Regions from separate parts of the Mus musculus genome. Here regions 1, 3, 4 and 5 are each linked to region 2. Evidence: chromatin contacts called from public HiChIP or PLAC-seq and promoter capture Hi-C data. All regions are on one chromosome and are shown on one strand. Each heading gives the region's core, a stretch centred on a gene start, on an enhancer-like site or on the middle of the called end of the contact. The rest is flanking DNA. Distances are from core to core; before and after follow the strand shown.

The links. Promoter capture Hi-C pulls out the DNA fragments that hold promoters and counts their contacts. HiChIP or PLAC-seq counts read pairs in DNA pulled down with a chosen protein or histone mark.
Region 1: a promoter capture Hi-C map of hippocampal neurons shows a contact between it and region 2, with 8 times the contacts expected there. The contact joins the enhancer-like site here to the promoter of Gabrg2 in region 2. A contact is called at or near these places in 12 of 39 promoter capture datasets (the 3T3-L1 cell line, the C10 cell line, cranial neural crest and 7 more).
Region 3: an H3K27ac HiChIP or PLAC-seq map of embryonic stem cells shows a contact between it and region 2, with 6 times the contacts expected there. The contact joins the promoter of Ccng1 here to the promoter of Gabrg2 in region 2. A contact is called at or near these places in 2 of 39 promoter capture datasets (cranial neural crest and hippocampal neurons) and 2 of 115 datasets of contacts at active chromatin or transcription factors (astrocytes and embryonic stem cells).
Region 4: a contact with region 2 is called in a promoter capture Hi-C map of hippocampal neurons, with 7 times the contacts expected there. The contact joins the enhancer-like site here to the promoter of Gabrg2 in region 2. A contact is called at or near these places in 5 of 39 promoter capture datasets (cranial neural crest, hippocampal neurons, liver and 1 more) and 1 of 115 datasets of contacts at active chromatin or transcription factors (SST interneurons).
Region 5: a contact with region 2 is called in an H3K27ac HiChIP or PLAC-seq map of VIP interneurons, with 5 times the contacts expected there. The contact joins the enhancer-like site here to the promoter of Gabrg2 in region 2. A contact is called at or near these places in 5 of 39 promoter capture datasets (the 3T3-L1 cell line, embryonic stem cells, frontonasal cranial neural crest and 2 more), 1 of 484 Hi-C or Micro-C datasets (cerebral cortex) and 1 of 115 datasets of contacts at active chromatin or transcription factors (VIP interneurons).

The regions. Positions count from the first base shown.
Region 1 is chr11:40,923,132-40,929,202 of GRCm38.p6, forward strand. No RefSeq gene overlaps it. Among named protein-coding and RNA genes, the nearest start is that of Ccng1, 170 kb to the left of the region's middle. Within about 2 kb of position 4,215, at least 13 of the 459 cell types and tissues checked have an H3K27ac peak or open chromatin away from gene starts, as enhancers often do. A contact at or near this core is called in hippocampal neurons, where this site is marked.
Region 2 is chr11:41,997,763-42,003,324 of GRCm38.p6, forward strand. Gabrg2 (gamma-aminobutyric acid (GABA) A receptor, subunit gamma 2) reads right to left here and starts at 3,095. Exons shown (of 10, transcript NM_008073.4): 1 at 2,465-3,095. The coding sequence starts at 2,568.
Region 3 is chr11:40,752,344-40,757,598 of GRCm38.p6, forward strand. It overlaps Ccng1 (cyclin G1), which reads right to left and starts at 2,943. Exons shown (of 6, transcript NM_009831.2): 1 at 2,658-2,943; 2 at 1,465-1,725; 3 at 1-14. The coding sequence starts at 1,725.
Region 4 is chr11:43,341,133-43,346,603 of GRCm38.p6, forward strand. No RefSeq gene overlaps it. Among named protein-coding and RNA genes, the nearest start is that of Mir146, 31 kb to the right of the region's middle. Within about 2 kb of position 3,744, at least 46 of the 459 cell types and tissues checked have an H3K27ac peak or open chromatin away from gene starts, as enhancers often do. A contact at or near this core is called in SST interneurons, hippocampal neurons and pre-B cells, where this site is marked.
Region 5 is chr11:40,778,037-40,784,021 of GRCm38.p6, forward strand. No RefSeq gene overlaps it. Among named protein-coding and RNA genes, the nearest start is that of Ccng1, 26 kb to the left of the region's middle. Within about 2 kb of position 3,980, at least 6 of the 459 cell types and tissues checked have an H3K27ac peak or open chromatin away from gene starts, as enhancers often do. A contact at or near this core is called in VIP interneurons, where this site is marked.

The DNA of each region.
Region 1 (6,071 bases), core at 2,965-5,464, 1.1 Mb before region 2:
TTCTAAAAATGGCTTTGAGTTACTTTAGGAGGTAACAGTTTTGCTTTACATTTCTTTGGGAAGAAATTCTTGCTAATAACAATTGGATCTCTCATTTGAAAAAAAAAAAAAAACCACCTATATAGATGTGGTGTCTTCAAAACTGGACATGAAATCAAAAGGCATGGTCATGAATTTCATTTCTTTCAAATGAAACAATGAATCTGAGCAATTATATGTCATTCTGAGGTGCTATTTTACCATTACAAATACAGCAGCACGCATCATTCTATGGAGCTTGTATCCATTTCTTGTTTTCACCGAAACAAGTTTTTATTAAGAATTTTGGGTCTATCATTTCCTTAAGGTTTTGCACAGTTCAGGCTGGCCTGGAGCTCACTGTACAGTCAAGAATGAGCCCAGACTTTCTTTTTTAGCACATTTTTTTTATTAGATATTTTCTTTATATATATTCCAAATTTCAAATGCTATCCCAAAAGTTCCCTATACCCTCCCCCCACCCTGCTCCCTTACCCACCCACTCCCACTTCTTGGCCCTGGCATTCCCCTGTACTGGGGCATATAAAGTTTGCAATACCAAGGGTCCTCTCTTTTCAGTGATGGCTGACTAGGCCACCTTCTGCTACATATGCAGCTAGAGACACGTGCTCTGGGGGTACTGGTTAGTTCATATTGTTGTTCCACCTATAGGGTTGCAGGCCCCTTCAGCTCCTTGGGTGCTTTCTCTGGCTTCTCCATTGGGGGCCCTGTGTTCCATTTTATAGATGACTGTGAGCATTGACTTCTGTATTTGCCAGACACTGGCATAGTCTCATACGAGACAACTATACCAGGGTCTAATGGTCATATCTGCTCCTTCTATGAGCTCAGATTACAGGCCCTATTTTATGTGGTGCTGGGGATGGAACGCAAGGTATCATCTATATAAGGGATGTGGACTACTGACTGAGCCACATCTCCAACTCCTGAAGCACTTATTATTAATCTATTTTAACTGAAATATGGTATGTGAGAGTGTGTTTAGATTTTCACATAGGGAGAGCAGAGAAGGCAGAGATCAAGTGAGCGTGCATATTTACGTTGGAACTATAATCATAGTTTTACTGGAGACTTAGGAATAACAATGTTCCACATTCATTCTTTTGGGATAGCAAATGTCTTATGCTTGGGCCAAGAGGAGAAACAAAGATTTCTAGAAGCTGAGATGATGAACAAACACTCAGTGGGAACAAAAAGCCTAAGCTGTCCTAGTTTTCCTGCGATGAAAAGAATGTTTGTGTTTGTACATTTTTCTTTTTTTTCATAATTTGTTGTTTTATTCACATTAGGTCTCAATTGCAGCCTCTCTCCCTCCCTTTCTTCCCAGTCTTGTTCTTACAAATCCCTCTCTCCATTTCTCCTTCCCCTAGCCCCATCTTGGATACCAGGTCACCTTGGGACATCTAGTCCCAGAAGGACTAAGCACATCCTCTCTTACCGAGGCACAACCTGGAAGTCCAGATAGGGTAAGGGAATAGAATGACAGGCAACAGAGTCAGAGGCAACCCCTACATTCCAGTTGTTAGGAGAATCACATGAAGACCAAGCTGGACATCTGCTACAAATGTGTGGGGGCCTAGGTCTAGCCCCTGCATACTCTTTGGTTGGTGGTTCAGTCTCTGTGATCCCCATGGGCCCAGGTAAGTTGACTCTGTAGGTGTTCTCATGTTGTCCTCAATTCTCCTGTTCACTCAGTTCTATCCCCCACCCTTCCACAAGACTCCCTGAGCTCCCCCAGATATTTCTCCGTGGATCTGCACCCTGTTTCCATCCATTGCTGGATGAAGACTCTCAGGAGGTGGTCATGCCAGGCTCCTGTCTGCAAGCTTGACAGAGTTGATATATATATATATATATATATATGAAATTAGATATTTTCTTTATTTAATGCAGCAGCTCTAATACAGAGAACCGTTTGGTGTTTTCTCTTTTCAACTTATTAAAAAAATAGTGCCTAGAAATGCTGAGTACTTGACCTAGGTTAACCAGCAGGCTGTAGTGAAGCTGGGGTTTGAATGCAGCTGTGTCTCACTTAAGAGCTTGTCTAACACCTTCAGCAGTCTTCCCACTTGCTCTCCAATACGGTGGTCCCCAGCCTTTGTGAAATTGTTCTTAGTTCTTAGAGATCTACCCTAGCATGCCCATGCTGCATTTTCATGCAATATAATGTCTGTTAAATAGAAATACTCAAATATTTATTTTGAATTGGATGTGTCCATGCAGAATTAATAGAAGGCTTGCTGTATAGGGCATAGTTGTAGGTATTAAGAGTTTTGATTTTAGTTCCGCCGACATAACTCTGTGTTCATCTATCTCCCTTATTTTATCTGTTTGTCTGTCTGTCTGTCTGTCTGTCTTCTATCATCCACTCATGGAGTTATTGTAGCCCAGATTTGCCTCAAATTCATGATTCTCCTTCTTCAAGGTTTTGAGTGCTGAGTTTACAGGTGTGTGCCTCCAGGCTGAATTTACTAGATTTACTTGTATTTTGTCTTCTCAACAACAAAGCAAGGGCTCATTAAAGAACCAAACCGTTGGATCACTGTGAAGAATAGAAGATATTTTGTGAATGTTATGAAGCTCAGCCAGAAGAAATTACCCTGAGCTTCAAATATTTACTCCTTTAAAAGAGTCTGTAGATACATAAGGACCATGAAAACTCTGGGTCATAAAAATTGAACTTTATTTGAATTCTTGCTCTCTTAGAGTAGTAATCCCCTCTTTCTTACCAGTTTTGATACAAAAGCCACAGCTCTCATCTAAAAGAGAAAAGCTAGTTTATTTGAAGCCATTCTTAGTGACCACATCCCAGGAACATAGATTTAGGTTGCCAGTTGTCATATTCTAATGGGAAAGGAGTTTTATAGATTCACAGAGCAAAGAAAGACACAAATTCAAACAAGTTTAAAATAAATTGGTGGATATATCAGAGAGGTGGTGAGAGTCAGATGGGGGAAACCTTTTCTATACCCCCAGGATGTTACCTGATAACATTCTTAGTTTTTGGGTCAGTGCACACCAGTAGTACTTTTAGTTAATTAATTCCAAATGTTTCTATTTATTAGTTACAAGATGTTAGTTATGACACAAAGGTGGACAAAAACTGCTAACCCAAGATGTGATAACTAGCTTTTGGATCTTCAACATCCCAAACTCTGTACAGGTTGCAATTCTAATCTCTAATCTCTGTCAACAATTCCAGTAATTTTCGTTCACAGTAGTGAGAGGCACAAAACTCACATTTCTCTATGGCGTCTTTTGTTAGAGGTATGTCTGGGGCCCCAACAAAGGAAAAAAGGAAAAAAAACACTATTATAAGGTGAATAGAAAACTGTAAGTTTTAATGTGTAAGTTTAATTTCCCATTAGGAAGAAAAAAAAATCTCTAAACACATCTAAACATTTTAGTTACTGTTCTCAAGTATAACCCCACAAGATATGTTTAATAGAAAACATGGAGTCATTCATTTTGAGATTAACTAAATAAACTGTTTAATTTAAGTGGGAATTCAATTTGGGGGTTTAATTCTGTGGAATTATGGGACTAATTTTCTGTGTTTTTCTTTTCTTTTTTGTCTGTTGTATTCCATACCAGTGCCTCTTGGAAAATTAATCTTTAACCTTTAAGCAATGCCTTTTAATAGAGCTGAGAATCATTTCCATTTGTCAAGGTAGAATATTTCTTCCAAGAATAATTCCATTCAATATACTTATTGAAACTGTCAAAAAAAAAAAAAAAAAAAAAACAAAACCTACTGGCAGTTTATCAACAGGTATGTTAGGTAAGAAATAACATTTCCTTCACTACAAAACAATAGTAAATATCATAGGAGAAATGGAATGAAAAGCTTATCAGCTAGTGCTGCAGCTAAATAACACAAGAGCAGACAGGAGTCCTGAAGACATGAAAGACCATGAGGTAGTTTAAGCAACCAGTTTACTTGAGTTATTTATAGTCAGTCTTGCACACTTTAAGATTATCTGGCTTACTGTGCATAGTAGATAAGTGTCTGGCCCATATTATTTGTAAAAAACAAAACAAAACCAAAGACTGTAGGATTTGCATTTCGTGAAATAAAACCATTCCAGATCTGTCTCCTTAGAACTCAAAGGAATGGTTTTGAATGGTTCCTTTTCCGTTGCGACTGAAGGTGGAGCCCTTGAGCTGCGTCCCAGAGCTGGCCTCAGCAGGAGGATTTTCATACAAGCTTTTGTAGTTCGCAAAAGGACACGGAGCAATTTAAGCAAGAGGAAAAAAAGGAGTCGCTTTTCATCCAACTTGCTGGCTTGCCACCTCGCATAGCTTGTGGTGGAGCCTAGGTAAATGGAAATTAACGGGATATGATAAACTCGGCCAGGAGCCCCGTTGAGGTTTGGAAGTCGAGCTCTTTCCTTTTCATTATCTTGTAGTTTGGGTTTTAGGAGGGATGATAGAGGGGGAATGTTTTACTTTATCTGTTCTCCCTTGGATTCAAATCTCTACCCAGCCTCAGATTTATCATATGTATAACGAGTGATATCTTTTGCTGTTTTCTGTTATGTTTTAGCATTCTTTAGGTTTAAGGAATAATTAAAGTGTTTTCCACCCAGATCAGCTTCGAAATGGAAAAGACAAGAGGTATCAGAAGAGCAGCTGTACCCAGAAATTCACAAGTTTTACTTCATTTTCATTCCATTTAGAACCCCCTGAAGGTCATGGCCAACAACATTTAGTAATGTATGCACATATTGAAGTGAAGAGGTGGGTTTTGATCCTGTATCAGCTTAACTCCAACTTGTGTGCCATTTCCATTGTAATCAAAGCTTTGCATACATTTGTAAGAAATAACACAGAAAACAGATTTTATTTTATTTTTTTGAGATAAATGCAGAGTCTGAATTAAAAAGCACATTGCATGAATTTTAATTTCATCGAAATGTTATTTTTTGCTTATTGGTATGGCAGAAAAGAGCATGATGTTGCATAACTAACTTCTCCTGGGGAATCTTTCTTTGATTACCTCAGATATAAAAGCTTTGGACCAAACAAACAAACAAACAAACAAACAAACAAGAAGTCAGTTTAAGTCCAGCTTACAAACGTTGGGGTAGCTCTGCCAGTTGCTTTAGTAAATGCCCTTCCCTTAAGTGAGCGAGATTCACATGGACTGTGTTAGAGGAGTTCCCAGAGCAACTTGCAGGCAGCTACCCGAGGAGTTGCAATGGGTACTGCACAGATAGCATCCAGGAGCTGTGCTCTGAGTCCTAGTTGTTAAGGAGTCTCATGAACCTTTCCTCTGCCCAAGAGGGAAGTTTTCAGTGCAGAGAAACAGCTACACAACGACATCATCTTGACAAAACTATTGCTGAAAACGCAGTGTTGGGCTATGTGGGGCTCTCCGCTACATTTCACATTGTTCAGACACGTTCTTGTATTATTTATACTATTATTTCAAATTAATTGGCTTGGTGTTCTTTCTCTTCTTTTGATATAGTTTTTCTGTTTTATTATGTGTATCTTCCCCAATTTGAAAGAATAGAAAGGTTTTCAAATGATTTCTTTAAAAATAATCACACACACACACACACACACACACACACACACACACACACACGGGTGGGGGTGGGGACAGTTGACCCCACTTGTAAAAGTAACTTTTATTTACCAGATGTAATTGTCATCTCGGAGGCTTACTGCTATCAGTATCCATTTAAGTTTACGTAACATCTACTTTTACATACATCTCATCGAAAGGACAGACTGGCTGGCAACTCACTTAACAGTGAGTAGCTGTATCATCTGTAGTACTTATTTTTGTTGAAATCTCATCTTTGAGTATACAAGAGTATCAGCTTCCAAGATTAAATAAGTTTGTTAGTTTATTGGTATTGAGTAAGATCTTGAGAACAATGTAAAATTGTGAGAGCAGACAACCACTGTTTTTTGTTTTCTGTATCATTTTCTAATGTTAAGCCACATCTGTGTTACTGGAGCCTCACCCATTGGTAATTATTTTAATATTTTGCTGGACTAATTTAGCTAATGATTCTTCC
Region 2 (5,562 bases), core at 1,845-4,344:
ATTCTTATGCTTTGTTTTAAGATTTATTTGTCTTTGATGTAGACACAATCTAGGGAGTTTAGTTGTTCAATGGGAAACACAGCTTATTTGGAGATTTATAAATATAAATGTCCATTAAATGATTCTTTTCTTCTCCTGCAATGTTCAGTACCTTCCTCTGCTATTGTTTACAACACAGACCCTTAGAATCTCGTTTTTTTTCAATATCATTGTAACCACTCTCATGAACCTCTGAACCAACTTTAGAGATTAATGGCATGCTCAGCCATTCAAATCATTTATGGAACTGCAGCAAATTGAACTCTGATCACATACACTGAACCAAACTACAGTAGTTACTTCTTCTAACCTTACTGTGAGGATACAAAAACTATCTGTCTGGAATTCTTGTAACGCATAAATCCATCATTTAAAATTCTGTTAAAGCCCATCTAAGCTGCTCTTACGATTGCAAGATAATAAAATCAAGTAACATCAAGTTTCAGTTTTTAGATGAAAATTTATTCAAAAAGTGGAGTTGTTAGAGAAAAACTATCTTAAATACATTTGCATCACGTGCAATAATAATGTAATATTTTTGGGTTAAAATAGAATGTTTGGAGGTGAAATACATAAGAATATACTCAGGCAGTCAGTTACAAAGTGTTTACTAAGATGAATGGGAATAAGAAAAACAGATACATTCTCTCCTGCCTGGTCTAGATTTTATTCCACAGGTTTCATGGGTTGAAGAAATACAGGGAAGATAGACTCAATTTATTGATGCTCTGATTCCCAAAACAAAGTTTACTAACTTTCATAAATATGATAGGAAAATATGTGGAGATTTTGAATAGAAAATATTTTAATGGTTTTACTATGGTTTATGACTTTTGATATTATTCCCAGTGTTTCTCTCCTCTTCTGGTACAACTTCTTCAACCTGTAGTTCTTAATGAAACTATCTACTGTACTCAGTGTCTATTGCCAAGGGGAGGGGGACCAAACAAACAAACAAACAAACAAACAAGAAAAGTGGCGAAGGGGTAAGAGCTAAGCACAGGCTGCCTGCCTGAATTGAGAAAGTGGAGATATTACTCTTTGCTTTGCTTGACTCTCTTCTGTGTCCAAAATCAATGTGTTCTATCACCAATACTAGAGAAAGAAGGACAGAAAAATGTATAGATATCTGCAACAAAGCTTATTATTGTTGTTGTTGTTGTTGTTATAAGTACTACATCACCTTCCAAGAAAACTTTGGTGTAGTGTCTTGATATTTCCCATAGATTCCTTTATCAGAAGTTGGGGAGGCCACAACCATTGGAGTAGTTTGTATAGTGGTTTGTCTCAAAATGTTAATACAGAAGTGCATGCCATGGAAAATGTGGACGTCCAGCCTGCTGTTAGTTCTCGTTGGAAACTGTAATGTGGTGAGGGCTACTTCCATGGATAGAAGTGTGGTGATCTGTGCATGGAGAGATTCTGCTCTCATAGGCTTACTTCAGGGAAGTAGTTAATAATCTAGAGGAAACACATTTCTGGGATCACCCATCCTCAGAAGTTCAGCCAGTTCGCCCCACTTTTGTTTGTGCAGGAAGACTGTAAATCACTCATGCATACTTCACAATTTGGACACTGAATTTACTTGGATGAGCACGTTTTTTTATAAGTCTGCAACCAGGCCAACTCTGCTCCAGATATATTTCCTATACATTCATTGAACTATATTCAGTACCTCATGTGCAGTAGTCCCCCTCCCATCTGAAGGTAGGAGTAACATTAACCCGTGCTGGGTCCCCAGGCTTCTCTGCTGTATTTTGGCCCAGTGGCCTGACTACATGGATGTCCTTTGTAGATTTAGGGTTGCTGCATGGTTTGACAAGCCTCTTTCCATAAGGCCCTTAGCTGGACCGCTGTCCTTGGTGCTGAATCGTGTTTGCCTCACTGGGATTCAGCTGCCGGGTCAATGAGGCTGGATAGAAAACCTGGCTGACTGAAAGCTCAGGTGCAGGACCAAAGAAGACTGTAGTGTATAATAAAAACAGCTCTGTCCCCGCCCCCAATCCTCCCTCACACAGATCACGCTTGTGTTCGCCAGGACCCCATTTGTAATTTTCTCTTCCAGACCCCCCACCCAAATGCCTTCAATATGGCCTCAAATGCCGGCGTGTGCAAGCACAACCCACTTCATATCAGATTGCAGCAAATTCAAAACCTATTCCCCGAACACGGAGTCTATGAAACGAGCTTAAGCTCTTTGAAACAAAACACAAACAAATAAAACCTAGTTCATTAACAAATAAACCAATATGTCCTTCCTCTCTCTTCCGTCTCTCTGCTACCCTATATAGTCACTCTTCCCTAAATTGTGACGCTTAAATTCCAAAAGAGTGTCTCAAATCTGGGTGGTCTCCCTGCTTCCACAACCTTTTATCTCCCCCACATCTCTCTAGAGCCAAACGACGCTGAAAACGGCCCATCTTACCCTGGGTAGAGCGATAGCAGGAGCAGAATCCACAGCGTCATTTTCTGTGAAAATACAGGAGAGTAGACTGAGCTTCCAATGCTCCATGTATTTGGCGAACTCATCGCTTTTTTTTTTTCTCTCGCCTCTCGCCTCTGGGTTGCAGAAGAATCCCTCCCCTTTGTATTATTATTATGCTGATGATTTGATGCCGGCTCCCCCCACCTGCCTCTAGTAGGTCCCGTCACTCAGAGATGTATTGCTACCAGCTTAAAAATTAATATTCAGGGGGCAGAAATAAAGATCAGTACAAACGCTTGCAGATACCATCAAAGCGTCAGCTCAGGCAGCAGCTTCCAAGTCTGAGAGGATAATAGAATTGAGGCAGGGGGATGGTACACGCAGAGATGTACACAGGAAGGCAAATGAGAGAAGCAGAAAGGCGCTCACATTCATGCCCGGTGCACTAACAGGAATTCCCAAGGGTCGGTCCTTTTAGGTTTATCTACTTGCTCTTTTTCTTTCTTTCTCTCTTTCTTTTCTTTCTTTTTAGATGGGGCTGTGCTCTCTTTGTCTGGTTCTGTTGTGTGGGAAAAAAAATCACTCAGTAGAGGTTTTGCCTGATTAACTCTCACAGATTAACTGTGAGGTCAAAGTGGAAGAGATGTGAGTCTGCAGGAAGAATTAACACATGCGTGAATTCTTGCCAGCACTCTTTAACCCTTTCCTGTAGCAGCAGACTAGGATTTCCATTCACGGGACAAAAAGAGATGCTTCAGTACTCCTAGGAACAGAGTTACTAGAGAGAGGGTTAGTTTTGCCCTATTTGAGAACAATGTTATTAACTTAAATCATTGCATCGTGTGGGGGAGGGGCACCAAGCAGTGAGAAAAAGTAGCTGTGCTTTGCAAACCATCTTCTGAGAGAAGGGTTTGGTGCATGTAAATTGAAGGGAAGCAAAAGACACTGACACAATAAGGCATGGAGAAAGTCAATCTGTTGGAATGCTAACCAACACAGCTCCATGGAGATAGGTGCTTAACCAAGATCACCAAATAGGGCCCTGGTTTGCTTATGCCTGTGTGTACCAGTGGGTAAAGCAGTGGGAGATTGGGCAATGGGAGACACTTCTGTCAATTCTATAAGCTCTGTCCTTCGTTTTCTTAATAATTTTACATGTTTTTGGAATCCGTCTTGGAAATCCCTGTATTAACACTCTTCTTTCTTGATCAAATGAGCCACAGGGACAGAGGAACTCTCTTCTTATTCTACCCTAATTAATCGGCCATACTCTCATATCCTGGGGCAGGAGATGGCAAAGCACTTTCCACTTCCTGTAGAATCAGCATTTCATATGCAATATGTTCATTAAAAGACACAGGGGAGGTAATTGTCTCAACATTTTTATAAAAGCTGCCAGTGCTCCATGTCTAAACCAAACCTTCTCTGAAAAAAAGATCATGCTATACGAATGGCATTTGAATAAGAAGTCCAAAATGTGGGAATTGAACATAAGATAATAGGATCCCAGTTCCATCCTTACCTTCAAAATTACACCTGAGAAAAATGGGAAAAAAATGTTGATGGCTTCTGCCTATGACATAGGACTAGGAGATTGCTTCTGTTAGATACATCAAGGAAACCTGCATGACAGTAGCCTTAAGCTCAATTATTTCATTGCATGGGACAAAATCCAATTAAAATAAAAACAGCATTCACATGAGGTCAATGGATTTCTTCCCACTGTGATTTCAACATTGGCAGAACAAATTTAAATGTCTTTTCATTGAAATGTTTCTCACTCAGCTACATCAGGTAGACCAGGGTTTCCCTTCACAAATGCAGTTTATTCAGGTCAGAGACAGTCTACAATTACACATTGTTGAGGACTATATCTAATTTCACCATAGCATTAAGAATAAAGCTTACAGGCATATTTATAGATGCTTAAAAAAGTGATGTGAAAGAAAGAGGCAAGTTATAGATCACAAAAATATTAGATCCCATAACCACTGGAGTGGCTATCAGAATACACATGTCACTTAATTCCAATCAGAGTTACAAGAATAAATTGAGTGAAGAGAGTTTTATGTAATATCCTAAGTGGCCAACCAAGCAGTTAGGCAACCCACTAATTCGCTAATTTTTTCTAGATGATGTAAGTACTTGTGTGGGAAGAATCTGTCGTTTCCCCTATGGGACGTTTCAGGATTTCCAAAGTACTTTCTCAGATAAATTCAATTAGTCACTCACATAGTGAACCCCAAGAGAATGATTGTTATCAGTCACAAATTTTCACATAATAGTAATCTTTCAACCAAATGATAATGTTCATAATAATCTCCACAAATTATCATCAACCTCAATTAACAGAATGCCTTCTCACATGTTAAGAGAATTTTAATTGTACTATTTTTGACTAGTAGGCTTCAATGTGCCTCAGTGGATCTTCTTATCTGATGACTAGTCTTTGAACTAAGCTATTTTGATGTTTTCTGATATTGCCATATCTCATACTCATAAAATATATTATTTAATAACTTATTTCATAATCATCTTATCTATTTTATTAAGTTTATATCCATTACTTTATAAAATGAGGCTCATTTTATTATAAATTATATGCATGTCTATATGCATACATGTGAATTAAATTATATTAAAATTTGAAAAATATACTAGAATGTAAAAATGAAGAAAATGACCACTCACCTGCATTTAACTACAAAAGGAACTGCCATTATATGATACTATTTATATTTATTGCTTCTGCTGTTGTTAGTGTTATTTGTGTTAAATTTTAAATTTGATCTTAATTTGAAGCAGTGAGAATACTGGTGGGTTGTGATCAATATTCAGAGAAGCAAATTATGAGATTGCACATTGTGGGCCAGTAGGCTATATCTGTAGGGAAAAGCGACAGATTCAATCGAGTGGTTCCATTATCTAGGCATTCCTAACATAAAATGCAAAAGACAAAAGAATTGCACAGAAGCTTGTGTGGATAGGTAGATTGAAGCAAGCTATGTAGTGGCAGAAACATACAGAAAGACTAACTCTATAAGGTAAAGAGAAGAACTGACTCTTGAGAGCTGTCCTTGCCCAAAAGTCATCTTCTG
Region 3 (5,255 bases), core at 1,693-4,192, 1.2 Mb before region 2:
TGCTTCGCCTGTACCTACAAACACACCAGTGTCTTTACAGTGCTTCAGTAGGACACAGAGGGAACCTAGGACGACTCAGACCGTCATTATGAAAAGTATATCAAGACAAATCGCTACAACAGATTTGACAGGAGCCTGACAGTCTTCTGTACCCTACTTGAAACCAGTGGCTTTGGGTGGATAGGGAAGATAGTTGCTGTCTTAAGAGTTAAGCTTTGAAAGCCATATGAATATTTTGTCAGTTACTGGGAAATAACTCCGTAAACCCTTCCTTTTCTATTGCATGCAACCTGGAGCTGGAAATGCCAGATGGCTAAGGGAATTAGAATTTTTATATATGGGTAGTAATTAAGAAATACACCCTAATTCCTAATCCACAACCTAACATTCAGACTTTAACGGAGATTTAACTTTAAATCTATGATGTGAATAGATGAGTGGAAATATCCAGTCTATCAAGAAAGGTTTTGATTGGGGCTAGTGTGGTGGCTCAGTGGGAAAGGCGGCTGATGACCTGGGTTCAATCCCCAGGATCCGTATTCCTGCAGTGGTCCTCATCTCTACATAATATTGCAGCATGGGTGTGTCCATATGCACACAAACACACACAAACATACAAATATATGTAAGACAGTTTTTAAGAAATTTCTATGTTTTTGTTTTTTGTTTTTTGTTTTAATTTTTATCTTTTGAAATGGTCTCACTGTGTATCCTTGACTGTCCTGGAAGTCACTATGTCTACCTGGCTGGCCTCGAACTCACAGAAACCTGCCTGTCTTTGCCATCCGAGTGCTAGGATTAAAGGCATTTCACCAGGCCCTTAATTTTATTTTGATTATTCCTCTGTGTAAGGGAGAGTTAGCTAGGAGGGCGTGTGTCTGCCCTAGTGTATGTGTGAAGGTCAGAGGACAGATTTGGGGACTTGGTTCATTCTCTTCACTTAAGTGTTCCAGGGACAGCACTCAGACTTGACTCTCTGAGGCCTGTGTAACAAGTACTCTCTGTGTTCAGCTACTTTGCTGGCTCAAGACAGTTTGTTACATAGAGCCAGCTTTCCCGCTACTGGAGTACTACAATTAATGGCTTGATGTTAAATTACTTTCTACTTCAGTATACAACTAATAAGTGATGTTTTACAAGTCTTCATTATGGAAAGGAAGCATTGCCACATTTGAAAGTGGTTTTTGTATACCAGCCCTAATCCAGAAATTTGATGGCTTTTTTTCCTTTTTATTAATTTGATGTGTGTGTGAGTGTGTTTGGTACATTTGTGCATGTGCCAGAGGAGGCTAGAAGAGGGCCTCAGATTTCAACTGCCCACCTAGCTGTTGGAACTTAATTTAGATTTTCTGGAAGACCAACATGCACTCCTAGCTACTGAGCCATTTCTCCAGCCCTCTGCAATTTGATCTCTTAAACACATGGAGCGAAATTAAGAGCTGAGATATTGTAACATAAACATACCTTCATTTTAGACAAGAATCTGTCCAGTAAATTCACAGCTAGGGAAAATGTCTCCGTGTCAAAGCCAAAGAACTGAGTTAGACTAAGTAGATCTTTTACTTCAAAGTCCCGTAATCTTGCAGTCATTCTGAGGCCATTATCATGGGCCGACTCAATTAGTTTCAAGCCGCAGACCTTTGGCTGACATCTAGACTCCTGTTCCAACAGGGTGTTCAGCTGGTGTAGCAGTTTCTGAGAGTCAGTTGTCAGTACTTCTATCATCTATAAATAGAACAAACCCAGAAAAGAGCATAAGAACCCTGCCTGGCTATCTCTGCATTGTGGCAAAAAGTGCTTTATAGTGCATGCCCCCTCCACCCCCCACCCCATTTCCATTACGTCTAAGACGAAGACACTGCAAAGCCAAGGTCTGTAAGTATTTTTACCTTCTCCCAGTAGGTCACATTCCTAAATTGTGAGTTTGTATAGGACATAAACTATGGCTTAAAAATTTTTTTTCTCTACTTAAGCAAAGACTTCTTCATTGTCAGTACATGCCACAAATAGATACTGCCCCACATGATACACCCAAACTAAAAGTCAAATGATAGTACATACTCTGCCATATATGTTAACAACGTGAACCTTAGTTCCTTACCTATGAAGTAGAAATACGATTATTACCTACAATCTCATAGCTCATAGATTGGGTAGCTTAAAAGGAGTCACACAAACCGCTTAGCACACAGGTGCCCATTTATTTCCAGGTAATGAGCTTATTTTTACACCTGTGAAATGAGGGTGACAACATCTGTTTCTTGGAGTGGCTGTGAATAACACACGATATGACTCAGTGTGGCACGGTGCTTAGCACTCAGTGCTCCGAATAGTCTAACGCCATTTAAAAACCAAAAGAAAAAGTTAGGTGAAGCTGGGGAGTTGCATTGGTGGAAGTATGCATTACACTTCCTCTGAGTCCTGGGCACAACCTAAGCCCTGGATACAGAGGACGATTCTTCCCTGGGCAGTTTAAAGATGTGACAGGAAGGTCGTCTTGGTGAGGAACCACTAACTCAGTTCAGGGGTGCAGGTTGGGACTGGGAGGCATGACATAGGAATACCGCTCCCGCTGCGCCTCTCTCTAGGCGCAGACTAGCCCGGGCTTGCGTTCCGGAGTGCAGGGTTCTGAGATCCACCCCATAGTCCCCTCTCACCTTGACAGCCACGTCTTCACCACGGTGACCACCCACCCCGGGCCTGCTCTCAGCTCGCCCCACGTCCCCGATCCGACAGGCCTACTAAGGGGACGGACTAGGGAGTGGGGGTCAAGTGAGCAGAGGCCCGGGGAGGGGCCGGCGTCCCGGTGGAGGGTCCCTCAGCGCCCTGACCAAGTACTGCCTTCCTCGGGGTCAGCGCGCAGCGAAGGACTGCGCCGGGCAGTGGGGGAACAAGCTGGAGACCTGGCTCTCTAGCTGGGACGCATCTACGTCGCTGATTGGTGTGGTTCTTTTGATGGATGGTCTCTGAGGAAGCTCGGCCAATCAGCGCACACTTCCCGTTGTCCAGACTTCAATTCTCCTCCCCTTTCGAGCCACGCCCGACTCTCGCAGCCTCTCTCATTGGAGCATTTCCGAACTGTCCTTCCTTAAGCTGCGGAACTGAGTGTTCAGTGCCAAGGCTTGCCCGGGCAGGTCTGGCCTCTATTAGCCAGATTGGTCTGGGTAGCGGACCAGAATGTACTGTGAGGGTTTTTGTTTTGCATTGTTTTGGTTTTTGCTTTTTTCCTTTTGTTGTTGTTCACTGCAGCTCAGTCCCCTCTTTCTAAAAACACAATGGCAAGTTAAAAAAAAAAAATGCTTTCGTTCTCTTTACAGATAATGAGATGGTAGGCTTCTCTATAGTGTTCTCTATAGGCTTCTCTAGAGTGTTCTCTCTGAGTTTTAGGAATCAGTTCATCGTTATCTTATTTTGTTTCTTGCAAAACTTCTCAGATGTTACAATGATGTCAGAGTATGTAGTTTCTTGGTCCTCTGCTAATTTTCTGAATTTGTTCTTGTAGCACCCTCATACTATCATCAGTGACTTAAAATGCCATATGTCTGGCAGAAAACAGCAAAGAACAGTGCCTGGAAAACCCCATCTGCAGTGAGCCGAATCTCAGGCTTCAGAATAGGGTGTGAAGGAACATTATTCTTACAAAATTAATCTCTATAAGCCTCTTCTCTACCAGGTTAACGGAAAAATAATTATCCTGAACTCTTGCTGGACTCCTTTCGGGGGTAGCGGGGAAGGGCATGTCCTCAGGAGCAATGCACAGAGAGTAGGTTCTCAGCTCGCATGGCTGCAGTGGGGGTGAGGGTGAGGAGTTGGGGTGGTGACGGTGGTGTTCAGGATTTTGTCCATTCCAGTACATCTCATGAAAATAAGAAAGAGCCAAGCCGGCTGGCCGTCCATAACGGTCATTAACTAGATACAAGTGATGTTTTATTTGAGACAGGGTCTTTATGTAGTCCAAGCTGTCCTGGAACTCCTTAGCTATGTAAACTAGGCTGGTCTTGAACTTAGAGATCCACCTGCCTCTGACTCTCCTAGTGCTGGGATTAAAAACATGCACCATCATGCCTGGCCTTTTCTCTTTAATTAAAAAAAAAGTTTTAGATTTTAAAATTATATCTGGGGGTGTTGGTGAAGTGGGGAATGTATGGCACAGGAATGTGGCTACCCTCAGAGACCAGAGATGTTGGATCTGGCATTTCAGGCAGTTAGCTGTGAGTTGACCAAGGAACAGTATTCATTTGGATCCCTGGTTCTGTAAATCTACAAAACCAGTAATTTATAAGTGCTCTGTGGTGGTGTGAATAAAAATAGCCCCCATAAGTTCATAGAGAGTGGCACTATTAGAAGGTGTGGCTTTGTCGGAGAAAGTGCTTCAGTAGCAATTGGCTTTGAGATCTCTGAAGCTCAAAATCAGACCTACTGGCTCATTTGCTCTTCCTGCTGCCTGTGAATCCAGAGGCAGAGCTCTCAGCTCCTTCTCCAGAACCATGTCTGCCTGCCACGCTTCCTGCCATGACAATAATGGACTAAACCTCTGAAACTGTAAGCCAGCCCCAGTGAAATGTTTTCCTTTATAACAGCTGCTGTGATGATTGTGTCTGTTCACAGCAATAAAATCCCAACTTAAGACATGCTCTAGTGAGCCATCTCTCTCCTCCCATTTTTTTTTTTTTTTCAATTTGGGTTTCTATCTTGGCTGCTCAAAAATAGGCAGGAGAAATGTCTTAATCCTATATAAGTGGGAAGATTAAGTGCTGGGAAGCATGTGGTAAATGGTAGCCTTTTATGATTAACTGTGTTCTTAAGTGCTTTATGTAAATAGTTGGTTCTGTTTATTCTTTTATCGGTTTTCTTAACTTTGAAGGAAGCTTAAAGAGTGTTAATGCTAATAAGAATTTTCAAATGACTTTTGTTACCTTCTACGTCTTATGTTTAAAATTCCTGTTGAGAATTTGTTGGCAGTACATTATGTGTTAAAAAATATTTTCTCTTAGGATCCTGTGTTTTCTTTTTTAATTCTCAATTCTTTATATGAAAATTATTTTACTGACACGTTTAAGAAACAAATATAATAGGCAGTCTTTGCTTATTTCTCCTTTTCTATTTCAATTAAAATACACTTTACTTTCATTTTTAATTATTTATATATTTGTGTGTATGTATGGGTGTTTGTGCAATGCCCTAGGAAATGGGGAGGAGAATGTTAGAGCTCTGCAGTTGCAACCCGGGTGCTCTAAACTTTGGAGCTGTCTTTC
Region 4 (5,471 bases), core at 2,494-4,993, 1.3 Mb after region 2:
GATTTTATCTGCAGTCTAAGAACAAGTGGGCTTTCAGCAGGAGAGTTCCAGGGTCACATTTCATTAAGTCATGTTGGTCTTTTAATTTCTTCACATCCCCTCTGCATAACCCATAGCACATTGGGCTGCAGCCAGCAGCTGAGGTCTCTTTCTTCCTTACCACAGTGGTGGCCAGATGAAAGCAGGGACCATGTTTAATCATATGTGTAACTCCATTAGCCTCTCTGTTGCTCCAGGATCAAGTCCAAATGCCTTTTGCATTGTGCAGCTTCTGCACCACAGTCCCGAGATGAGTCCCGATCTGCTCTGAGTAAATCTCCTACCATTCCATGAGCTAGAAGCTTCAGCATCTGCCTGGCGCTGCCGAGGGTCACTTGATCTAGTTCACTGTAACTCTGCTGTCAGAGGCACTGGCCTTGGAAAGGACGAATGCAGTGCTATCAGGACCGGGTGAGTTCCGGTGAGAGTGAGCTATATATCCATCCCATAATCAGCCTCCAAACGCTGACACCATTGCATACCCCAGCAAGATTTTGCTGAAAGGACCCTGATATAGCTGTCTCTTGTGAGGCTATGCCGTTCCCTGGCAAACACAGAAGTGGATGCTCACAGTCAGCTATTGGATGGAACACAGGGCCCCCAATGGAGGAGCAAGAGGAAGTACTCAAGGAGCTAAAGGGGTCTGCAACCGTATAGGTGGAACAACAGTATGAACTAACCAGTACCTCCGGAGCGCGTGTCTCTAGCTGCATATGTAGCAGAAGATGGCCTAGTCGGCCATCATTGGGAAGAGAGGCCCTTGGTCTTACAAACTTTATATGCCTCAGTACAGGGGAACGGCAGGGCCAAGAAGTGGGAGTGGGTGGGTAGGGGAGTTGTGGTGGGAGGGTATGGGGGACTTTTGGGATAGCATTTGAAATGTAAATGAAGAAAATACCTAATTAAAAAAAATAGCAAGCATGTCTCTCTGGCTTCCAGTTTCACTATGTGTGGTGGACCCAATTTTGAGATGGATACTTGCGGCCCCATTGCCATATTCTCTAGCCACAGCAGACATTATTAACCGCTTGCCATACCATTTCCCATCACAACCATATTTGGCTTTTAAGTCCTGATGATACCAATGTTCAAGTCAGCCACAAGCATGCAAACAATCAGGGACACACAGGGGAGTAAACGCTATCTAACCACCCATGCCCTATGTGGCTCATAGATTGCCTGTTTGCCATATCCATGCCAATGGTAAGGAAATGTCTGTGTTTTTACTTCCAGCCTAAGGACCAGTCAGAGAAAGTTCATCTCCAGGTAAATTCTTCCTGCTCATTCAGTCCTGCTACAATCTTCTCAGCATAAACTTTAACTCATAGCCAAAGAAAATCCAATCACCTACATGTGCATTCTCAGATGTAACTGCAGGGGTCAGATATGGGGAGCTGTCCTGGCTAGCTGTTTACTTTGTTTTGGTTGGTTGGTCGTTCTGTCCGTCAGTTGGTTGGTTTGTCTTTCCATCCTCTGTTCCTGTGGCTGTCCTGCTCTTGCTAGATGCGGCCCCAGTGCTTTCTTTGTGGTAGATTGTTTTGCCTTTCATTACTGTCTGCTGTTAAACAATGAGATCTTCATTCCTCCAACTTTTATTCCCCCCCCCCCTCCGCCCCCAGAAAAGTTCAAACCATGACCAGCAAGCTGAGCTCTGACCTCTAAGTTGCCATCACAGAGCAGCCAAGGAACAAAGAGAGAGTCAATCCCACAAAGAAAGACAGCCATCACTGTGAACCTTCTTCCCACCTCCTCTGTAAAATGCCCTTTGAAATGTTTATACGTACACCTCTGCTGAAATGCTGCAGCTCCAGACTCACAGATTGTTGGTGTAGAGCAGTCCCCGGGAGCGTCAGCCCCATCCACTGGTTAGCTTGAAGAGCCAGAAGACGTTTATTTGCTCCATCCGACTCATCTGAGTTGTAAAAGCTAATTCATCTCTCACAAGCCATTTCCAAGAAAACGGGTGAAGTCCTTACATTGAAAAGAGCAAACTACAGGAGGGTGTGGAGAGAGGAGATATCAAATAAGACTAAAGTATAAGAGTGTGTGTGTGTGTGTGTGTGTGTGTGTGTGTGTGTGAGAGAGAGAGAGACAGACAGACAGACAGACAGACAGACAGAGACAGAGAGAGACAGAGTAAGGGCATAAGAATGTTGGAATCTCACTATCCTCTACTATCAGAGTCACCTAGAGGCGAACACCAGATTGGGAGCACTAGAGAAAGGGCGAATAAAGAATTCAACTCACTTTTTGAGGACGGTATTTTTGGTTAATTGGGAGCTATAGTGAGTTCAAGAAAAAGAATTAGGGGTTGCAGTTGATCTGTTAGTCCAAGCAAGACACGGTAGTAGTTTCAGAAGGAGTCAGAGTCATAAAAGGGAAAGGTGGGCAGGTTAAAAATATGTCTGAGTCAAGTAATCAACGCAAGGCTAAGCACAGCATTGCAAGCGGGGAAGAGATACGAGATTTCGACAAAGTCTCTGACTTATTTAACTGCATTGTGGTTGCTGTTCAATGAGGTAAGAAACATCAGAAAGCACAGATGGGTGATTGCAGGCTCACTCTCAAAATGCTGATTTCAAGACATCCAAATGGTGAAGTCAGGTATTCCATTTGCAGCTGGTAGGAAACAGACGTGACTTTTGTATTTAAATGTGATGCATGGAAACAGAGGGGAAAGTTGGGCCTGACTAAAGGCACACTCCTTTTAATGGAAGCACTTGTGAAGCAGAGGCAGAAAGATATTGGTCAGGTCAAGGTCAGCCTGGTTTACATACTGAGTTTCCCCAGGCTAGTTAGGTAACACACAGTGAGCTCTTGTCTCGGGTAAGAAAAAGGGGGGAGGAGGAGGAGGAGGAGGAGGAGGAGGAGGAGGAGGAGGAGGAGGAGGAGGAGGAGGAGGAGGAGAGGAGGGGAGAAAAAGGAGGAGGAGAGGGAGGAAGAGGAGGAGGAGGAGTGGAAAGAAGTGCTTGGCTTAGCTAGGGTTATATCGTTAGGAGAGAGAATACAATGTGAGAGGAAACAAGGTCCTGGGACCACATGTAGTGGCCAAGAAGGTGAACCTCTAGAGAAACATGAGGGAAATCCAGGCACAGAAAAATTGCAGAATGGCATCAACCCCAGAGCCTTTTCCAAACATTAATTCCTCCCTTGGTCCTGTTTCTTGAGCATTTGCACACAAGGTTTGAAATAGACCACCAATTTCTGGAAGAAAAAAAAAAAATCTGTTTTCCTTCAGGCCTTGGCTATTTCAGCATGACAGCTTTTGGCCTTGACTAAGCCTGTAGCCCCTGGAGATCCCAAGCTGCCCTCTGTGTTAAGAATCCTCGCAGCCAGAAGGCCATATGCAGCCCCAGACCTTACCATGGGTCACTATAAAGACATAGCCCTGGGCTTCGCAGTCTCTAAGACAACCAGAGACCTGGGTTCCTCTGCCCACCGTGCCTCCATTTCCTATGGTCCTGTAAGGAAGGCAGAGCCATATAGATAATACAAGCCTCAGTGTGCCAGCTACTCTCTGCCCTTGATTCTATGTCCCTGCACTTGGCTGCATGCAGCCAGCTCACCAGACTATTACATCTGCTCCCAGTATTGATGCGACATGCAGCAATTTGCTTTGAAAATCAACGTCTGAGGATTGGAGGGTTTGTCTGAAGTGCAGACCCGGCGCTCTGCTGAAAGGGTACAGCTGACTCACAACGCTTTCGTTTGTTTGGTTTACCCAGTCAGACGCACGCACCCCACCGGCCCTGCCCAGCATGCATGATCTGTGAGTCTCCTCTGGAGTTTGATTTGGGAGGATAATAAGCTACACAAAGGAGCAGATAACCAGAGGGGCTTACTTGCTGTCTGAAGGGTTTATATTTAGCTTGTGACTGGGCAGCTGTCAGGATGTGGCAATCACCCTTGGGAAACATAGTCCTGGGGGAACACAAAGGCGGGGCAGGACTAGGACAGGAAGAGGATATGGAGGGTTTAAACTGTTTAGGGACACAGGAAAGAGGACCAGACCAAATGTACCATATAAGCTATTATCTGGGGACAGTATTTTGGATACTTGAAGCACAGAATACAGACACAGCGAACACAAAATAGTGAACAAGAGGCATTTTCCCCAATGTTCTGTAAATGGCCCGCACAGAGAAATTCGAGGTCCCTTTGTCTTTCCTTCCCAGCTACACTCTATGATGAGCAGCCAGCAGAGCAGGTGGCTCCAAAAGCCTGTGTTCGCATGCAGATCTCATATGAGCTCAGAAGCCATCTCCCCTTGCTAAACAATGGAAATGCTGGAAAAGATAATCTGAAAGACATCAAAATTCTTCCCCAGCAAAGACAAGGAGAGTAACCTGAAGGGCACAGGTGGGGTCAACAGGAACCTGCCCATTATAGATGCCTGGGTCAGTTATCACAGGATGCTCTGCACTTGTTAAAGGTTCAGGGCTGATGCCATCCAAAACAAACAAACAAACAAAAACAGTGGTCAATGTTTTTTATTTAATTTAATTACATTTCTCCCCTCCCTTTCCTACCTCCAAGCCCTCCCCACTCTCCCTCAAATCTATGTCCTCTTTTTCACTAATTGTCATTACATGTATTAGATAGATAGATAGATAGATAGATAGATAGATAGATAGATAGATAGATAGATAGATTGATAGATAGATAGATAGATAGATAGATAGATAGATAGATAGATAGATAGATAGATAGATAGAACGTATTCAGGAATGCAACCTGTTTAGCTAGTCTGATTAATTGTATGTGTGTTTACAGGGCTGGCAGTGTGGCACTTGGCAACCATCTGGTATGCTCTTCCCTGGGGAGGTCCACCCCATCCCACTCTCTGCTTTATTCAGGTGCCTAGAGCTCTTTATGTGGGGCTGAGACTTCATGGGCTTTCCCCTATCCAATCTGTCATGTCCACTGGTGCCATCCTTGTTCAGCTCACACTTGGACAGTCTTAGTGGTGAGACTTCATGAGTACAGCTTCTGATATTACTAGGAGACACAATCTTAGATCAAAGTCCCTGATCCCCTGGCTCTTGCAATCTTTCTGCCCCCTCTTCACAATGCTCTCTCAGCCTTACACGTGGGAGGATTTTGTAGATGTATCCACAGGGACTGGAGTCCACAAACCTGCACTTTGATTGGCTGAGGGTTTTTTGTAGTGGTCTCCATATGTTCCAAACAGCACTTTCCTTGATGTAAAGACTACAGTTACCTGTAGGTATAAGAACAAATGTTTTTCGATTTTTAGGGAGTGTGCTGGTTTAGTAAATTAATGGTTCTAGACTCTTCTCCAGTTAACCAAGACTCTAACCAGCACTGAGTCTTTAGCTAGATTAGGCTAGCTAGTAGTTAGCTGTATTAGACATGAATTCCTTCTTGTTGAGCCTTGGACTTGTCTTAAATCCAACTGGAGACCTGATGGT
Region 5 (5,985 bases), core at 2,730-5,229, 1.2 Mb before region 2:
TTTTTTTTTTGGACAGGAACATTTCTGGGTTAAAATTTTTGAGATGGGTGGGTGGCCCCATCCCTCAACTGGGGGCCATGCCTATCTACTGGTTGTGGTCTCTACAGGTTCTATCTCCCCTTTGTTGTGTATTTCAGCCAAAGTCCTTCTGTTGTGTCCTGGCAGCCTCTCCCTTCCCCAGCATCTGGCACTTTCTAGTGGCTATCCCCAGTTCTTCATCCCCCACTGCTACATATTTTTGTTTGATTTCCAGCAGGACAGTATCTTTTAATGTCCAAGTGATAAAACAGCCATCAGGTGGTGAAGTTGCAGGAGCAAGCCCTCGTGAGCTCCGACCAAGACAAAACCATCAAGGTGAACAAAACAAGAGTCTTTAGACAAATGCATAATCCCGATCAGTGTGGTGCAGAACCACACTGCCACAAAGAAATCTTCCTGATTCTCTCTAAATGTGTACCTGGACATCAGTTACTTATCCTGAGTCAGCCTCTGAAGTACTCCAAAGTGCTTGTATTATACAGAATGCTCCTCAACTTTTATCAAGAAAAACTTCCTGGCTAGCCACAGCACACCATCTCTAGTACAGTAGTTAAGACAATAGTAAATGGCTTTCATTTCGGTGACTACAGTGTTTGATGAAATACAGTGTTCAGGGTTGGAAGGCATTGCTCTGGGACACAGGATTAACAGCCACTTACTTGAACACGAGGTGACAAACTGTGTGGTTGCACTTGAATGGAACCCTGCTTTTCAGCTGATTTTGTGACCTCAGAGTACACTTTGTAGATTGGGATAAAAAGTTATGAAAAGTTATGAAAGAAGTTTGATTTGTTATCAGAACTATAACTCTGAATTTTTTTTTCATTAACTAGGAAGATGATCATCATGATATCCTATTGTAATAGTTAGTGTTAGGTGTTAACTTTTTTTTTTTCTTGAGGCAGTGTATTCTTATTTAGCCTTGGCTAGCCCGGAACTTGCTATGTAGACTTGGCTAGCCCAAAATTTATAGAGCCTGGTTCTGCTTCTGAGGTGCTGTATTAAAGATATCTTCTTGTTATTATAATGAAAATAATAAGAGTACATAGGAAACTATCTAAGGTACTTCATACTTTTCCCCAAAATCAGCAATGTTTGCTCTTTCATCTTTGATAATGTTCATAGTGTAATGCTAACAAATAACTTAATATGTATTTGATGAGATCATGTGGTAATGAATAAATATAAATATTGGGATCATAGATGCCTATAAGAAGTTGAGGTAATATACTAACATCATTTTGTGTGTGTGTGTGTGTGTGTGTGTGTGTGTGTGTGTGTGGTGAGAGAGAGAGAGAAGCAGAGACAGAGAGAGACAGAGACAGAGACAGAGACAGAGACAGAGAGAGGGAAAGACACACACAGAGACAGAGCTATATACATATGGAGGGAGGGAAAGAGAGAGAGAGAGAAAGAGAGAGAGAGAGAGAGAGAGAGAGAGAGAGAGAGAGAGAGAGAGAGAGAGAGAGGTGGTGGGATTATACCATGCAAGGATCCCCACAGATCTATGTTGAGCCTTTTTGTGGTTCCCTTGTGCTATGGTTTGAACATGTCCCCGCTACCCCCCAACAAACATTGAGATGTTGAAACTTAGTGGTCAATATAATGAAAATAAGAGGTGAATGGTTAGGTTACTAGGGCTTCATGAAAGACTTGAAGCAAGTTGGGCTCCTTTGCCTTTCCACCTTCTCTTGTGTGATGAAGCAGTCACAAGTTTCCACCTTGGGAGCAGACACCAGCTTTCACCCCATGGTCACCCTTGCCTGAGCCTCAGTCTGGAAACTCCCAGCTGATAGAACTGAAAGAAAAAACAATTCCATTATTCCCAAATCACCCTGCCTTAAGTGATTGCTACTGGAGTTCCCAAAGACCAAGGTACTGGATAATAAGTTTCAGGAAGGAATGGAGATTTTCACAAGCGGGTATCAGTTTCCCTGACAAATCACCAAGCTTAAGGGGGCTATTCAATTAATAAGAGAAAAATTATAATAGAAGGGTTGTTAGAGACATTTTCTTTTATTTCTTGAGCCTCAGCTTCTTGATCCTATTCTCAGTCTAGCTCACTCCTTCACTCACCTTCCACGTCCTTGTCAAGTTACAGGAAAAAAAAAAACCCATCAATCAATATTTACTTTGAAGATAAAAAGCTGCATCTTTCTGAAGGTATATCTTTTAAGATGATGTAGTGGATACGGGGGGTGTCTGCATGCCTTGCTGTGCAACTGGAAAACTTTTATCTACATTCACTATCAGTTGAATTGTTTTGAATAATTGACAGTAAGAAATATTGAACTCAGTGGTTGGAAATTCAGGCTGTAGAGCATTTGTTACCATAATGCCTCATATAGAAAAAAGATCCATCACCGTCAAGAGTTATTTTCCTTTACCAGAAAACAATCAGTTAAATGAAATTATTCAAAAGTAGTTAAGTAGGTGAGCTCTGGGACCAGATTGCCTTGCTTTACCTTCCAATTGCATCGTTTCTCAGAAACGAAACTTTATTCGCTTATTTTTCTGAGCTCCAGTTCTCTGTCTACAGGATAGAGATAATATTTGTCACATAGTGTTGCTATAGGAATTAAATGAGGTGTGTTAAGTGCTTGGCACTGTGTTGGCATATTTTAAGTGCTTAATAAATATTAATTCTCATCATTATTATTCAGCCGATTGATCATCAGATAGCTGGGGCAATGATGAAGTCACTTCTGGGAAGGAATAATTACGGCATACGTACCCCCCTACCCAAGATTGCTATTTCGCAAACTTTAATATTAATGCACTCTATTCATGAATGAGATGAGCTTCGGAAGAATTGAAGGCTGAAGAGGAAAATTACCTAATCACCAAAGTGCTTTAAAAAGTTTGAGTCAAATTACACCAGATGCTAATAGCAAATTGTTAAGGAATAAGAATGTGGATACATCATTCCCAGGGTTATTTAATCTCTACTGCACTCATCACACTTAAAAAAAAAAAGAAAAAAAAAACTACGTTGACTAGGAACTCAGTATATATGTGAAACTATTTCCTATGTAATATATTTCTTTAAAATGAATTATAACAATATTTCCAAAGAGGTTTAGTATATAAGAACTTTCCAAATGGCTGGAGACACGTGTGCATGTGCACATGCATGTGCACACACACACACACACACACACACGTAAGCTAAGGGCAAAGTGTTTTATTTTAATGTAGCCACTTCCATTACCAAATGAACATATGCAATCATTTGGTTTAGGCAGAAGAATTGCTACATCTGGGCTATTCTCTATATAGAAACTAACATGCATAAAAATACTTGAGTATTTGTCATCAGATAGATCCAAGGTCAGGGATGTTCAAAATACCTTCTACCTCTTGTTCTCTGAAAAGAGTCAAGAGTTTATTCTCTTTTTTATCCCACAAATATTACTTACTTATCTAGTGCATATTTTCATGATCGTCTACCACCAGTCTTAGAATAGCTCAGAAGAGAATGTTATTTACTTTCGTTTATTGTGTATTTTCAGCATAGTCAGTTTGCAGCTTTATGAATCCCCCTTCTATTGAAACTAGTCAGCCCCGAATCATACTTTTGTGTGGACTGATTACATTAGGCTCATTTATCACCAGGTGCTCCTGGCAGAGAGAGAATGGCTTAAGACCTTTGAAAAGACTTACGTTAAAGATAGGGTCAGAACATATATAGGTAGTTCTCAAAATGAGGAACACAAGTGGCCAATATACATTTTTAAAAAGGCTAAAGATTCCCAATCATCCAGGAAATGCAGATGAAAACTGCTTAGAGGTACCACCTCATTTCAGTCAGAATGGATATCATTAAGAAATCTGACAACAAACTTTAAGAGAAATGTTGGGTAGAGGAGTCCTTATTCACTGCTGGTGGGCATGCAAATTAGAACAGCCATTATGGAAATCAGTATGTCGACTCATCAAAAATTAAAAATAGAACTACCATATGGTCCAACTATTTCACTCCTGGGCATATACCCAAGGGAGTCCATACCCTACCATAGAGACACTAACACGTGTTTATTGTTGCTATATTCATGAGAGCAAGGAAAAGGAAACAGCATAGACTCCCATCCACAGATGAACAGATAATGCAAATATGTACATAGGCACCACAGTGATATATTATTCAGCTATGGAAAAAATCATGAACATTTCAAGAAATTTCAGTTCTCAACTGTGTTTGTTTCTTCTTGCTGGTGTTTTCTTGGAGGAAACAGAAAGCCAAAATAGGTACAGCACAACTAAAGATCATTTGTTGATCTACTACTTTGCTCAATTACTATGGTGGCCCTTCATAAAATGTAAATCTTTTAGTCTTAGTTGAGTATGTTATGATATAAATATCTCACCCCCAGTTTGCAGATGAAGTAGCTTCCTGAAGCAGCTGAAGTACTTCTGTCAACATTCTAAATCTAGTAAATAATAGATCTAGATTACACAGCCTGGTTTGTGTACTATTAATTATTTTTACAGAGGGCTTCTGCGGGCAAATCAATGGTGGCATCTGGAACCCCTTTTTCTTATGCACACCTTCTCTTTGGAATAACGAACCTAAATTAAATACTTGTTTTAGTCTAGGATGATGGCTAAGGAAGCTGTGACATCTCTTTATGACTTTCAGTTTATTTTTAATTACATGGATATGTGTATTTTTCTGCATGGGTATGTGTCTATGAATGTGGTGCCCACAGAAACCCAAAGAGGTTGTAAGATCCACTGGATCTGGAGTTAAAAGTGACTGTGAGCTGTCCGAGGCACTGTGAACCAAACCCAGGTTCTCTGCAAGAAGAACATGTGCTCTTAACCACTGAGCCATCTCTCCAGCCACCTACTCAGCTCATTTTAACATACTATCTTTTCCCTTTGGTCCCTTGGCTGTCTATGACTAAAAACTTATTGAAGAAAAATTAACAGTCCCGTAGTTAGCATATTAAATAGACTTTTATCCCTCCTGCCAATGTTGAAACAACTAATTATCAGCCCTGGTTGGGAGCAAGGACATTTGACCTCTGATAGACCAACAGAATTCTTCAAAGAGGAAAGGAAGAACGAGGTCCCCTGCTCTCTCAGTTTTTAGTCATCTGATTTAATTGACCAAGAATAGGATTTGGTACTCAAGTCTTCACCGATGCACAGCGTTAGAAATAATGATTACAGCAAATCAGGGCTCATGAATATGCAGTTTATTTCTGCTTTGAGACATTTCAGTTATCTAAATTAAAAACACAAAATTATGGATTGCAAAGAAAGCAGTAGGGACTTTTTTATTTTATTTTAACAATTGGAGAATATCACTGGAAGTGAAGTCTTCCTGCCAACCTGAAACACATAAATCATTGTGCCAAGAGAAGGATGCTTTTCTAAGTGCTGGCTTTAACCCTACCCCCACTCCAAAATATACTTAAAAATAGACCATGGGAGCTTTAATTCATGTGGGTTTTCTTTTTCTTTTTTGGTTGTGAATTTCACTTTCAAGGCTATACATTCCAGGATTGAATCTAACACCAGCTTGTTCACAGGATGTTCCTTACATGCAACATCCACGCTCAGAAATTCAAAAGTAAGAGATTGGTTTTGGTGCCTTTTCCTTCCTGAAGCACCATTCCCCCCCCCCCCCAGAATCTTCTGGAATGTTCTAACTCTTACTATCTGAAGTCGCTGTAGTTTATTAATATTGACCCTATAGACCTATACCTATGTTTGAAAAATTACCTCTTCCATCTGCTGCTTCATGAAAATGGCTCATTTGATTCCGTCTTTATTCATTACCTTTTGAGGCAATCTGGCTAGAGAGTGGAAGTGCATGTGTTAATGTTTCATAATGAGTCAGGTTAGAATTGTCTTTTTCTAAGTTAAGTTTGCTAACCTCATTTCTCTGAGCAATGCCAGGCAGTTACTATGTGGATAAAAACAAACTTAATCATGTGA